2 separate regions of the Mus musculus genome follow, and region 1 is linked to region 2. A link is a contact called in public Hi-C data. All regions are on one chromosome and are shown on one strand. Each heading gives the region's core, a stretch centred on a gene start, on an enhancer-like site or on the middle of the called end of the contact. The rest is flanking DNA. Distances are from core to core; before and after follow the strand shown.

Region 1 (4,179 bases), core at 1,191-3,690, 95 kb after region 2:
TATATCATAAAATAATTATGTGATATACATGAATATAATGGTGTCTTCTGCATATTCTGCATTCAATAATTTGGCTTGAAACTGACAATACATAGAGATAGATGCCATGGAAGCTAACATTAAAATAAAGGCTCTTCCATGCAGAATGGGTATCAGATATTTACCATCATTTGTGGGCTTTCTAATGTTTACAAATATATTTTCAATCATTTTAGGCATCAATAAAAGTCAATAAAGAGGTCAGAATTGGGCAAATATACATTTTCCTAGCATGATAATTACATTCAGAATGTGAACCACTGAGCACTGTAGAACATAGATGAAATGGTTTTATAGCATCTGTCACTGGGCCACCAGCATGCCCCAGACATTCAGTACATATCATATAGTTAAGCTCTGACTTGAAGAGGTTTTTTTCTATATAAAGGCTCCTATGTTTTTATCTTCACTTCAGTCAAGAATCATTAGCTCATATCTTGCCAGCATCAAACTTAACTCTTCAATATATTCAGTTGTTAAACATATAGTCCAAGCTAACATATCTTTAGCTATTTAAATACTACCTTCATTTTATTCTACCTAAAAATGTATACAATGTCTACTAGATGTATGCCATAGTTTCATTTCCTGTTGCTGTGAGAAAATATTTGAGAAAAGCAACATAGGAGAGGATAGCTTTATTTTAGTTCACAGCTCTAGGCTATTGTTCATTACATACAGAGAAGTTACATCATCAGGAATGCCAAAGGATGGGTTACATCACATCCACAGCCAAGACTAGAAAGCAGTAAGACAAAGTATGCATGCATATACTCACCTCACTTACTCGTTTTTAAATGCAGTTTGGGACTCAATCCTAGAAGATGGTGTTGTCTGTCCACCTTTGGGCTGGATTTTCCACGTTGATGTATGTAATCAAGACAAATTCCCACAGACAAACTGCTCTAGACACACTTTCAGGTGATTATCTGTTGTGTCAAGTGGACAACCAAAACTAACCATTATAACTATGTCTCAGGTAAACAATAGGCTATAGAATAATTCATGTCCTGCTATTCTGTACAATTCTGGCTCAAAAATTATCCTTTCTTGCTGGAGGACAACCTCATCTATCCACTTAAGGATGGGGTTAATTTTCTCTCTTTCTGACCAGTTGTGGTCTGGAATGATGGCTGAGAAGGGCTTCACTTTCAGTGCAACCTGTTGAGCACTGTTCACTAAAGCCCCTGGTGCTACTGCCTCTTAGTGCTTGAGATTTTTCCTCCACAATCCTCAAATGTTCATGAACTCACAAATGGGTAAGTAAACTAACACAAGTGAGTTTTAAAGTAATTGTTTTTAACCAATTCCATTTAATTGTTTAGATGCATCACATTGTATTATCAAGGATAGTCTCTACCTCTTGGTCTCAAGTGATTCACCCATCTCAGTCTCTGGAGTTGGCAGAATTACATATGCACATCACTCCAGGTGGTTTTTGTGGTTCTAAAAAACAAAAACAATAAAACAACCAAACAAAAAACTGGTGGGATAGGTTCTACTACTCTGAAAATTTAAATGTCTTTTCGAAAGTCTGAAGGGCATGATGTAAAGTCTTGTCCAAATCACAGGCCTCTGACTTCAAATCCTAACTCTTCCTTGGTGCCATTAAAGATTCTTCATCACTATTAATTACCTCATTTCTTTATCCCTCCATCATTGCCTAATGAATAGTATTTATAATTTTGTCTTTGGCCTAAAAGGGGACAAGATGGTGATGTTTTTAGAACTTAAAACTTCATCTTATAATAGAAGGGTTAACATGTTATTGAAGAAAAGCCTAAACATATTCTAGCTATGTTATGTAACCATTGGACTGAAAATAGAACCTTCATTCAATGTCCTAAACATGTTGGGAAAAGCATATAATACTATTTTTTCTTAAAAATGCAAATATTGGCTCATAAGTTGGTAGAAACCTCTAGGGAATGAGGAGTAAGAAGCCTTATCAGTCTTTGTGGATACCTTTTATGAAAAATATTTTTTCCATTTTTTATTAGGTATTTAGCTCCTTTACATTTCCAATGCTATACCAAAAGTCCCCCATACCCACCCACCCCCACTCCCCTACCCACCCACTCCCCCTTTTTGGCCCTGGCGTTCCCCTGTACTGGGGCATATAAAGTTTGCAAGTCCAATGGGCCTCTCTTTTCAGTGATGGCCGACTAGACCATCTTTTGATACATATGCAGCTAGAGTCAAGAGCTCCGGGTAATAATTTTTTAAACTTTTCTTGGTTCCTGGGATTCTAAAATAGACAAGGAGAAAAAACTGTGGGGTAGTAACAGAGAATAAAAACTGAGCTAGGCAAGAACAAGAACATTTTTGAGAGATGACGGTCATGAGAGGTCACATTATAAATTTAACCAACTGATTTAAGTTCACAATCCAAACATTCCAGCCATATGAGTAATATGAATAAGAATCAGAAAAAGGAAGAGGAAACCAAATTTGACCACGTAGGGCTCTGGTTATTCAAATTATTGGATGTGGAATTTTATATGTGTATACAGATAGACACGTACTGAATAGAAGAAATATGATGTGAATTGAAGATTTCCTTATTGTTTTATGCTGAATATGACAAAAAGTTGCTGTAGAAGAGATAGCAGTGAAGGTTTTTAATCACGTACAACTCCGTTAATTAATTGAAAATTTTGCAATTTGAAGCATTTATTGTGAAGGGTTAGAGATGAATAATGTTCACAAAACAATTGGAAATGGGAAATTACAGTTCTAACCCCCAATAGAGTTTTAATTTGAAAATTATCAGTGTTTTAGTTGGTTTCTGGCTTGCTTTGTCTTACTGCTTCTGTCTGTAAAATTAAAGTTTTACACCAAACTATGGGGGAAAGAGAACGCTTTTTTCCTCTTATGATATTGATAACTTGAGAAAGGAAGTCTTGGTACTTCTGAGAAAAAGACAGTTTTTCCTAGTAGTAAATTGAAAATATCCAAATAGAGGTAAATTTAGATTGTTGCATTAATATGGAATTATGTCCAAGAATATATTGCTTAACAAATATACAAAGACTGAAAGCAGTGTTTAAATGTTCAGTTGTGTAAAAAAAAACTTTCAAAAATATATCTGTATACAAATACATAATTTTTGCAGAAATTTAAAAAAATATAATGGTATATCTTATTTTGGAAAAATATTATGTTATTTGTTTTCTTGTTGCTACAAAAATTACTCTGAAAAAAGCAAGATGAAAGAGAAAGGGTTTATTTTAGCTTACAATCCAAAGTGATAGTCTAACATGGCAGGAAGTCAAGGCAGGGGAAGGCTGAAGGTGGGCACACCACATTCACAGTCAGGAACAGACCACAAATATAAGTGTGCTGATCACTTCACTTCACTTTCTCTACTTGTATAGTCTAGGATGCCCTGCCTAGGGAATGGTGCTGCCCATAGTGGTGGGTATTGCCTACTCAATTCATGCAATCAAGGTAACTGCTCAGGCATGCTCAGAGGTCCACTTCCCAGATGAGCCTCAGTTCTATTAAGCTGACAATACTAACCACGACAATATTACTTTGGTGATGGAGTAAAACTTACCATTTTAAACCCCATGACTGTATTATTTATTTTTAGAAATCTAGCTAACTACAAAATAAATAAATGCCCTGTGTTGTCTCAGTTTTGTTGCGTACTTAGGCTCTGCAGTATTCAGCATGGATAGGCACTGTACAGCTGGGTCATATACGAATTCTAACTTCAGAGATTATCAGCATCATAAATTTGGAAAAATCTATGCATTGGACTTTTTCCTTCCTACTTAATGGCCATAATAACAGATTTAGATTAGGAAATAAATTATATAATCTGTTTAAACATTTTCTACAGTACAGACATGGGGTGGCAGTGTAGTTTCAGATCAGAGAGAGGTCTCTGTTGATTTGGGATTTTTATCTTGTTATCATCTTTTAAAGTTCTTATATTTTAAAAACATGAATGTACTATAAAAAAACAAATTAAAATAGTCCCTAATTAGAGAGGAAAGTTTTAATATAGTGTTTGAGCTGGCACTTACAAATTATTTACTTTTTAGCTTTTGTTAGGCATATTTTGAGAATAATGTCAAACCAACCCATGCAGAACCATCAGAACACTACCAATACTGTTGACTGATGGAGTAT
Region 2 (4,356 bases), core at 1,228-3,727:
AGCATTATGGGACATAAAAGACCTTCCGCGTTATAACATGTGCTCTCGTTACTCGTGGGCTTTTGTTGTGGACAAAATAATGCTTCCTCTAAAGCTTTTATCTTGCTTAATTTCTTTAATTGGTTTTGTCACCTGGATTGTCCCCCTGGGTAGTTAAGTGTTCTGCTGCTTGCTTGCTCGTGCCCCCTAACTGTTCTAGCCTACAACTGATTTCTCTTTTTTTCTTTTTCTCTTTTTACTGGTATTTGTTTTTATACTACTCACTAAACAGGGAATTCCTCAAGCTGTACTTCCCCCATTGCCAAAGAGGCCTGCTCTTGAAAAAACCAACGGTGCCACCGCAGTCTTTAACACTGGTATTTTCCAATACCAACAGGCTCTAGCCAACATGCAGTTACAGCAGCATACAGCATTTCTCCCACCAGGTAAGGGCTTGGGTTTGCTCTGGAATGCATCTGCTATGATCTCCTCGGGGTGCTACTGTTAAAGCAGGAAACACCTGCAGCGCAGGTCAGCTGTTAGCCATGGGAGGGCGAATGGTAAGCGAGTCAGCTGGGAAGACACATTCGGTTTTCTTATGGCTTTCCTTTAAAAGAGAAAACTTAAGCTTTCTGACACAGACATGCTTTATATATTTCTGGTGTTTATGCTATTTGGAATTGAAATACTCTCTCTTTTTCTCTTTCCTCAACACTGTTGTATGTTTGTCAAGCTGTGTTATGATGCTCTCCTGCTGTAAGACCCCTTTGCCTTCAAGATTCCACAATTTTATGAAATGACTCAATTTTGACATTTTCAACCTTCAGTTTGCAAAGAAGACAGTGAAAATTTATTTATTCTCGAGCTCTTACAATGTGCTCTTCATATTAATTATGCATGGCAAAATTATTCTTGTTCCTATGCTGAAGTTGAAGTAGCCCTAAGTTCCCTTGGTGTTAAATTTACTGCTTAGTCATCCATTGGCATTCCTGTTTAGTGCTGAGTCATGCAGCTGTGATTTCAGTTCCTTTTCAGTTTGGTCACATAGATATACTCCTACGCACAGAGATCTAAGGATAAGATACTAGTAGCTCACTTAGTTGGTTAGAAATTTACTATTTGAATATTCTTAATTTATTTCATACATCTTTTTTACATTATGCTTTGAAATTAATTACCAAGACACACTAATCTCTTTTTCTTTCTTATACAATTTTACTTTGAGAACACTTGAAATATATATATTTGATAAAATAATTTATTAACAAATTAGTAAGTGAATGGCTAGGTATGTGCATCACAAATCTAGCACATTGAGCTATGGTGACAGTATTTAGAGTATCACATTTTTGTGATATTAGAGAATGAGACAGTTTATTTTAGACTTAGAAAATTAATACATCATGCTCATATTAGATGTTACTAGGAAACAAAACTTTTTGTATAGTTCATTTCTGAAAACTGGCCATTTCCACATAGAATCAGGTGCATCATGTACATCAGCTAGCTGAAACATTTCATTAAAATATTCCATGATGAAATGAGAGGTGTGCTCTTGGATACCTTGTTCAGACTGCCTGATAGGGGTACCCAAGGCCTCATGCAGCTCCCTGGCCATCTTGTTGTGTTTGTGGATAGGAATCCTTGAGTGGTTGCTTCCTAGGGTTGCACAGACAAACACAGCACAAATTGCTATGTCTAGTGATTTTTGTCCAGGTTTTTGAGACATTTGTGTATTTATTTACAAATTCTTTGGCTTGAAAATATTGGCGATTTTATCTTTTTAAACTCCCTCTAGAACTAAAGGAAGTCAGCCTTACCATAGATTCAAATATAATCACATGTGTAGTGTCTTGGACAGAATAAGCTCATTTCCCAAAATCTAGCTTATTTTATATGCATATACTATAGAATTAATACAGGTGAAATATTCTATTAATTACAGTATAATTTAGAAAATACACTGTATTTTTCACAGCTTGGATTTTTAGGGCTATGAGGTGTGTTGCTTCAACAGTAACTGTAGATGTGTGGGTCTGTTTCATTGAAATTACAGGGAAGCACAGTGTGCTAGCTCCATAGAACAGGTGACTACATATATAGGAACTAGATTCTTGACAATGAGTCAAGGATTCTAGCTAACCATCTACCTAAAAGAAAAGAACAAAACCCAAACAAACAAACAAACAAACAAAACCCCCACATATTTAATGTAAGAAAAGACTTAGACTTCCATAGCATCTGATCATCTGGTCCACCATTCATGATTCTATCCTCCCACCCCCACCCCATGTGTCTGTCCATCATTCTGTCTTCAGCTCCCTGGCCTCTCCTTCCCTCCTTCCTTCTCTTCTCCTTGTCTTTGTCTTGCCTTTGACTCACTTAGCACACATGATTACATGCCCTGCAGGATGCTGGTATTTACACTAGACCTGCCAACAGGTAGGGGCAGGTAGGGGCAGTGTTTCCTGCCCCACAGTGCTCCTCTTTGTTTTCCACATTCCATTCCAAAGAGTCACCATTGGCTGAGTAATGACTCAGTAATTGCCTGCCAAATACCTCTTAGATGTCTTCTCTCCTTTTTTTCCTCAAACCCAAAGTTTGGCTTGACTGTCCATGCTCCCAGTGAGAAATATGGGGCCTAGTGAAGTGTAGCGATTTGTCATAAGTTACATGGCTCTGGAAACTTTTAGCAGAACTTTAAGGGAACTGGGCTTGTTTCTCAATAGCTATGAGCCTGTCATATAACTGCATTAAAAGGAATTTCAGAATACAGCCCTTACAAATCCCCAAACTCCACACCTTTTTTTATGCCCTTTATCTTATTTAAAATATATTAAGTATAACTGCTTTATTAAGTTCAGTGGGGTTTTTTGCTCATTTAATTGATTTTTCAGTTTTAGCTACACAGTTTCTTGTTTTATCTTTAATCTTCAGAATTAAGCTGATCATAAACAGACCAGCTATAATCTACAGCCCGTTTATGTCATAGAAATTAATTTAACCCCTTTGATATGCCAGAAATAAGACTTTCAGTGACACTGATTTTATTTGATTTTATTTTTGCCTTAAATATAAATAAAGGCAAGTTCTAACTTCACTGGACCTGAAGGAAGTAAAGACCATTCCTGAGAGAATTTTGAGGCTATCCTCTAGTATCTTTCCCCCTCTGTCTCTTACCCTGTGTAGCCCAGGTTTGAAGATGTTCTCCTATTTTCATTCAGTCCCCATGATTCACCTTAGCCATTACATGTTTGCAAGACCTTGAATACAAGCATCCTGGACCAAGCTCATAAGCTCATATGTAGTCTGTGCCTTAAGAATCTTCCAATGGCAAGGCGATGGGAAGGAATGGCCCTCGGCCCCAACAACTCATGGCTCCACAGACTTCCATGTTCTCCATCTTCAGTTTTCCATAATGATTTTAACTTCCTTGGAAGCATATCACTTCTCTCTACCTATCATATTTCTCTCAGCCAGTGCCATCAGACAGTTTTTTAAAGAGCTAAACTAGTTTAAGACAACTAATATGTTGGCTCACATTACACTACTACTAGAAATAAAGAAAAGGCCAGGAAACTGTTAGATGGTGATGTAGATGTTTGGACCAGCGAGGCAGAGAAATCTTTCACCTGTTGCTTTTATTATAATCAATATAAGTATAAATATTTATAGTTTTTAAAATTTATGTTGAAATATTTATAAATAGTAAAAATAAGGAAACTATTACATAATTGAATCTCAGTTTTAACAATTTATTGACTGCAAATTTTTAAGTAGTAAAACAATATTTATTATTTTTAGAGTATGTCAAATTATCTTTATAGTTCTTACTATCAACTTAAATAAGCAAAAATTATCACAAAGACATTCCAATTAGATTCCTGACTATAACATTTTCTCTCTTCTATTTATGTTTTTCTCCTTAGCTATACCTTTAATTTACTTATTTTATATAAGTATTTTTATATTCACACAGATAATCAAAATTTTAATTTAAAAGATAATGTAATCACAGTGACACATTTCTCAGAACCACACCATTCTGCTGTGTAAACATCTTTCTAGGGGAAATTGGGAGTTGATCAACATATTAGCTTAAATTTTGTCTTGTGTGAAAAACCGAGGGAAACTTTAAATTGACTATTTGGGCATCATTAGTAAATTAACCCATTGGAAGTAAAGATGAATATTATGGTCATTTCAAAAATGGCTTTTGGTTTGGGTAAGAGGGTCCTACAGCACCGTGTCCACACTTGTGAGTTACTGCACCCCAGCTAGTATTGCCATCGCTGCCTTGTGTTTATTTGCTACAAATCCCTTCTGAAACTGTGTGCATCGGTTACGATGATAATGAGGATGATAACCCCAACTAAA

What was found. A called contact is a pair of places that touch in the nucleus more often than the background predicts.
Region 1: a Hi-C map of the C2C12 cell line shows a contact between it and region 2, with 2.8 times the contacts expected there. The contact joins two enhancer-like sites. A contact is called at or near these places in 35 of 484 Hi-C or Micro-C datasets (the 3T3-L1 cell line, the 4T1 cell line, the Ba/F3 cell line and 18 more), 2 of 115 datasets of contacts at active chromatin or transcription factors (bone marrow-derived dendritic cells and liver) and 2 of 9 other capture datasets (adipose tissue and pancreatic islet).

Annotation. Positions count from the first base shown.
Region 1 is chr3:60,710,666-60,714,844 of GRCm38.p6, forward strand. No RefSeq gene overlaps it. Among named protein-coding and RNA genes, the nearest start is that of Gm38326, 76 kb to the right of the region's middle. Within about 2 kb of position 2,441, at least 15 of the 459 cell types and tissues checked have an H3K27ac peak or open chromatin away from gene starts, as enhancers often do. A contact at or near this core is called in the 4T1 cell line, the C2C12 cell line, embryonic fibroblasts and 2 more, where this site is marked.
Region 2 is chr3:60,615,349-60,619,704 of GRCm38.p6, forward strand. Mbnl1 (muscleblind like splicing factor 1) reads left to right here. Exons shown (of 10, transcript NM_020007.4): 6 at 272-425. Among named protein-coding and RNA genes, the nearest start is that of Mbnl1, 120 kb to the left of the region's middle. Within about 2 kb of position 2,478, at least 68 of the 459 cell types and tissues checked have an H3K27ac peak or open chromatin away from gene starts, as enhancers often do. A contact at or near this core is called in the 4T1 cell line, the C2C12 cell line, embryonic fibroblasts and 2 more, where this site is marked.